Linked DNA regions of Hordeum vulgare: region 1 is linked to region 2. Evidence: chromatin contacts called from public Hi-C data. All regions are on one chromosome and are shown on one strand. Each heading gives the region's core, a stretch centred on a gene start, on an enhancer-like site or on the middle of the called end of the contact. The rest is flanking DNA. Distances are from core to core; before and after follow the strand shown. Region 1 holds the start of LOC123395371 (acetyl-CoA acetyltransferase, cytosolic 1-like). Region 2 holds the start of LOC123396022 (protein C2-DOMAIN ABA-RELATED 11).

Region 1 (3,157 bases), core at 529-3,028, 390 kb before region 2:
TCCCACCTGCCACAACAATGTCATTGATTCCCAGTTGAATTGATTGCGCAGCAAACATGGTCGCTGCATAGGAAGGAAAGAAAACGGATCATGGTCAGAAAAAAATGGTTCACTTCAGGAAACTGAATACACAGATTATACAAGCATGGTCACATGAATTCAGACCTTTCATGCCAGATGCACAAACTTTGTTGACTGTGGTGCAAACAACCGTATTTGGTATCCCTGCACCTAAAGCAGCTTGTCTTGCAGGAGCTTGCCCCAAGTTAGCACTCAAGACATTGCCAAAGAAGACCTCCTGCACAAGGGATGGATCGACATTTGCCCTTCTCAGAGCAGCTGATCACCCCAGTAATTATTTTAATATTACAATGTTATTACCAAACCAAACAAAATATACCATCTGGGATACACAGAGAGAAAGTATTGATATCACCTTCAATTGCTATAGAGCCAAGTTTCGTAGCAGGCAAGGAAGACAAACCACCAAGGAAACTACCCATAGGGGTGCGTGCAATCCCAACAACACATACATCTGTCAGTAATATAAAAGGAAAAGTTATTAATTGCAGCATACCGCAAAACCATCTAGCAGGCTCCGCTGCAATTGCTAACTACACAGAGCATGATTATACTCTGAAACTTCTGAATGCATGATTAAACAAAGAAGATCAGGGAAGCCATCTGGCGAATGCAGATTTCTCTTTATCTGATGCTCCCTCAATTTTTTTTTATTTGTACAAGTTTGCGAAAGGCCCCAAACAAAATACAAGAATCTGTTGTCTGTAATGGTGTCACGCTGGTAGAGAATCAACCGTTTCCCCTTCTATTTTCTTTTTTGCGGTTGGAATCAATTGTTTCGTGGCAAGTTTAGTTACGAGTATGGCAACTTTAGTTGTGAAGCATGGCAACTTTCTTGGATGACAAGCTTCAATTTTTTTTTGTGATTTGTTTTTATAGGATGGCAATTTCAGTTGTAAAAACATCAAGGTGGTGTTACTTGGTGCCGCACGTGTGGCACTTATCATTTGGGAAAAAACAAAAGATGACTAAGCTGATCTAGAAGAGGAAAAGGAAAGTAGCCTATAGTCAATGATGGGCATTATCACCGTGGTGATGTTGCTAAGCCTATCAGCTATGTTATATACTGGCAAACGCACAGCATAATTAAAATATGCCAAGGATCGAGAAAGAAAACAAAAACCAATATGACTGGCAGGTATATATAAATAAAAATTGGAACAAAAGACTGCCAATTGGTGCCTATCGACACGTTAGATCAATGTTTAGCTGAACCGAGCCAGACCCACAATCCTTTCGGTGCAGATCGCTTCTGTAGTAGTAGTTACAGAAAAACTGAGTCTGAACTCTGAAATATACTAACAGCGAGCAGCTGATTGCCTTCTAAAAAGCTGGTACTATGAAACAATACCTCTGGGGTCCGAACCCATGGCCGCTCCAAAGTCCAGCTCCGACCTGCAAAATCAGAACAAGCAACCCGACGTCAGCCACCTCAGACGCAACGCAAGCGCGCCACGGAATCGAGCGAAGAGCCGTCGCATCGCACGCGATTCCTCGACGACGGGGGTGAATGGGGGGGGAGGACTCAATTCGATTCGACTCTGCAGGTGACAAAGGAGGTAGGGTGGGGAAGAGAGAGCGTGCCTCGATCTGGCGGCGGCGGAGTGCACGAGGAGGGGGCCTGGAGGAGTCGAGATCGGGGAGAGGGACAAGACAGACACTGAAACAGAGAACGGAGGTGGACTGGAGTAATCGACTGTCCGCTTCCGCTGTTATATAGGGCTCCTCGGGCCGTTGTTTAGATGGCATCTCGACCATCCGCGGTCCACATCGCCATGGCTGTAAAGGAATGAATGAAGGAAGAGGGGCTGATTTGGTTACAAGTTTTATTATGGCGGTTGAATAAAAAAGAAGAGTCGTAATTAAACGACGGAATAAGGTAACCTCCTAATTCGTGTGCGAATAAAGATTGAATAAGGTAAGCTCCTAATTCGTGTACGAGTAAGATTGAATAAGGTAAGGGGGCTGCTATCAATTCACCGGTGGATATTTACTAAAAATCCATCACCTCCACAGCGGTTCGATCTCGCCCATAGCCGTCCGATCCGCTCCTGATTTAATTCCTGAAATGATGATCGAGTTGCAGAAACAATCGCTTTGTTGCAAAAAATAAACTTTGGATCCATTAAATCCCGAAACAACGGTCGAGTTTCAGAAACAATTGCTTTGTTGCAGAATTTTTTTCCCTTCGTTTTTTGCAACATCGATACTGGTGCGGAAGATATTTTTTGCAACAAAGGTCATGTTGTAAAAAACTTTTGCAACATAGGTTAGGTTGCATAATATTTTTTCTTCGTCATAGATATTGTTGTGTCTTATTCCTGCAACAAGACATTCGTGCAAAAAAAACTTGCAACACAGATGATGTTGCAGAAAAAATTTCTTCCTCGCGGCCGGCGTCGGGTCGACGTCTTCTCGCTCGCCTTCCACGTGGGCCAGCTCGCGCAACCCGACCTCAAGCGCTGCCTCGACTACGCCGCCGGCTGCAGCGTCGAGGACCTGCAACTCCGCCACACCGGCGAGCTCAGCAACATCCTCGTGCGACAGACGCTATTCCCTCCCCGCGTCGTCGACGAGGACCTGCAACATCGACCGGAAAAGACAAGCTGCATAAATGGTGAAGGCCGATGCAGGTGATCGAGGTTGTCGCTGGTCGTACAGGAACCGCTGGGCGCTACCATCCTCAACGAGGGTCATGGCGAACACTTGAGTAGGAGATGAAGGAGTTGGGGATCTGGCTCCGTTTGGTATGCGAAGAAGACGAGTCAATGTCGTGAGGATAAGGGCGATGCGTGGTCTTGGGTGGACACATGGCACTCGTCTAACGCGGTTGATTGGCTAGAAAACCAGCCGGATGATTTTAAGTGTTTTCCATAAGGTAAGCTCCTAATTCGTGTACGAATAAGATTTTCCTGATTTTCTGAGATTTTCTCATAACTTAACAAATTTAGGGGGTCAGTCGGCTGTTCTTTTTAAAAGATCGGCCGGTTTGTGAGCCGTTAGATTTGGATATATCGAGCGGCTGACTGACACGTTTGACTATTGCAACAGAGATATTATTAAGGAAAACGTTTAA
Region 2 (2,799 bases), core at 189-2,688:
GGGTAAAAGATGTAAGAAATAACGAACGGTATTAGAGGTCCACCCATAAAGAAATGCACACTTGCTTGATAGATTTCACATGCATGTACCAAACCAAATCACTAGAGTAGGTCAAAGTGAGATATTCTTGTAACATTAATAGCACTATTGAGTGGCAACCGAGAGCTCTCAGTTTTTATATATAACCGGCAGCAGCACCTAGATAAAACCATTCAATTAGCCTCATGCAAGTTGAGAACTTTTCTTGTTTGCTGACATCATTGAGTATTCAGTGTCAGGAGTTTAGGGTTTTCTCATCATAATCTCACACTCTTGCTTTTGAAGCACACTTTTTCCTAGAAAATTAGAAATGCGGGCATGTGGTCAAAACGAATGAATTTGGTAAAAGGAAAAAAACGCTTTGGAGAAAAAGGGAGAAAACAAGTGAGCATTGGCATTGATAAAGGATGAAGAAAATTCGGTCCAATCAAAGGTGGCACCCACGAAGACAGACAAACATGCGCGTGAATGTCGTCATTATCACATGATTAACAAATGCGCGAGTGGATTTGGCAACGTACGATGTCTGAAAAACCACCGAAAGTTGAATGGGCTGATAAAAAAGAAGGGGACTTAAGTCGTAAACCCCATTATTGACCATAGTACTTTTGACAAAATGTTTCACTTTAGGCGGGCAGTTGGATTTAAGAATTAATAAGATTGATAAAACGCCATATATTATGGTACAGAGGTACTACTAGACAGTGAAATTATTATGCCTAGGAAAGGCTTAACACAAGGGTGCAGGGTGAAGTAAGACATGCCGACAGAGAAGCCAACCAGAACAATGTTCAACTTCAACGTTGGACCCAAGGGAAAACACGTGCTTGGACTATCTATCTATCTATCTATCTGTAGAAGAGGTGAATCAGGCAAGGAAACATAAGGCACTACTAGAAAGAATCCATCTACTCTATCTATCTATTGTTGGGTAGGTGCTGAACCCAAGTCAAGCAACAGATAGGGCGTAGGATGCAAGAGCGGATGGACCTTGTCTGCGAGGCGGACGACGACGTAGGGGTCGCTGGAGGTGAAGTCCCTGATGGCGAGGTTGGTCCCCTGCGCCACCATCACCTTGAGCACGCCGAGCCTCGCCCCCCTCCCCTCGGCCCCGTCTTCCATCCTCTGATGGACGGATCTTGTATGTATGTAGCTCCTCCTCGCCCCCTCCCTGAATGGCAACCAAACTCAGCAGTTAGTTTCACTTTCACATGTACAAGAACCGCGGAAGGATCGGCCGATTGTTTCCGCGGAGAGAGGAAGCTTGCCTTGGTTCAAGAGTATGTATGCTGGGCTCTTGTGCGGCGGTGCTCTGCTTGTGCTTGCTGCTGCCTTGCTGGTGGAGTGGTGAGGGGAGGGGGTGGGTGATGCGTTTGTTTGTTTGCTCGTTCCTGTGGGAGAAGACGAGAAGGGGATTTATGGCAGAGCTGGCGGTGGAGCCCGCGAGCGCGAGCGAGCGGAGCTGTCCGGCGCGGAATGGACGGGCGGGGTATGATGAGTAGACTCGGTCGGTCTCCTGTCTGTATCACGATTCACGGACCGGACGTGCCTGGTGGGCGGGCGGGCTCCTCCTTGTGTTTTGTTGCCCACGCCCAGCGCCAGCCAGCGGTGCGGTCAAATCCCGGACCCAGTCAGTCGGGAACAAATGGATGGCGTCCACACGCTCTCGGCTCGGTCTTCAGGCTCATGCAGCGTTGCTAGCCCGACCAGACTGTTTTGTCTTTGTATATACCTAAACGCTTGTATATATACGTTACGTGTACTATGCCATTTGATCTAGCTCGGTCACATCATCACATGTACTTAAGGGCGACTGTGTGCGCGCAAGAAATAAGGCAGTTGGTTCGTGTAATTGCGTCCCGAGTGCCGGACATTGTAAATATGACCCCTTAAACGATCATTGCGTGCACGGTCACTGAATGGACGTGTTTCCTATTTGTTCGTCCACACAACCACACTCCTCATTTTCTTTTTCATATGTCCGATCACTTGTACATGATAGGTGCAAAAGAAGAATAAAAAAGAAAAGAATGAATAAAGAAAATAAAATGGGGTCCGGGTTGGGGTCACGTCCTATGTGGCGGTCTAACCGACGCGCCCAGGCATATAGCAACGATATGAGGGGTCCGGTTGGCTCACTTTTTTCCTTCTCTCTCGTGTCCGGTCACTCGCAGAACGCGTCCGCGGGCGTATGAGGGCTCATTTGAGGGGTCCGGTTGTCATGCTCTAAGACCATCTACAGCCGTAACTTGGAAATCCGACCCCACAAATGTTCGTGGATGCGTCGGGCATGTCCACGGACACTGACCGGTCACGTCTTAAAGAATGCATTCTACAACCGGACATCTCATATCTCCTATCTCAAACATTATTCGGCTGCTCCATCACTACTGAAATGTCATCGGACTAACAAAATTTGGCATGTACTATGGTGGACATCAGCCACGTCCGTCCTTTCCTTTTCCGAAGCCCTTGTCGTCCTACTTGTGGAAGTACCGGTCGAAGAAGCAGTAGGCATCGAGCCGGATCTTCTCGTCACTGGAGGTGTCCTCGCCGTCGCACACCTCGTCCACCTCCTTCTATGGTAGTCCGGCCATTTAACAGATTGCCCGATTATGCTTGCGTGCAAGAGCGCGCGTGTTCCTCCGCTGTCGTTTCTTCAAAATGCGGGTGCGGATGACTTCCTCCTGTGCGGCCGCCTGCACCGCTGCATGAGCCGCCTCCGCCTTCGTAATTTCCTCCACGAGACATGCCTCAACA

Evidence for each region. A called contact is a pair of places that touch in the nucleus more often than the background predicts.
Region 1: a Hi-C map of seedling shows a contact between it and region 2, with 2.6 times the contacts expected there. The contact joins the promoter of LOC123395371 here to the promoter of LOC123396022 in region 2. A contact is called at or near these places in 2 of 6 Hi-C or Micro-C datasets (leaf and seedling).

What each region holds. Positions count from the first base shown.
Region 1 is chr5H:365,004,452-365,007,608 of MorexV3_pseudomolecules_assembly, reverse strand. LOC123395371 (acetyl-CoA acetyltransferase, cytosolic 1-like) reads right to left here and starts at 1,778. Exons shown (of 14, transcript XM_045090363.1): 1 at 1,666-1,778; 2 at 1,433-1,476; 3 at 437-535; 4 at 166-339; 5 at 1-63. The coding sequence starts at 1,451.
Region 2 is chr5H:364,616,754-364,619,552 of MorexV3_pseudomolecules_assembly, reverse strand. LOC123396022 (protein C2-DOMAIN ABA-RELATED 11) reads right to left here and starts at 1,438. Exons shown (of 4, transcript XM_045091052.1): 1 at 1,308-1,438; 2 at 1,030-1,210. The coding sequence starts at 1,161.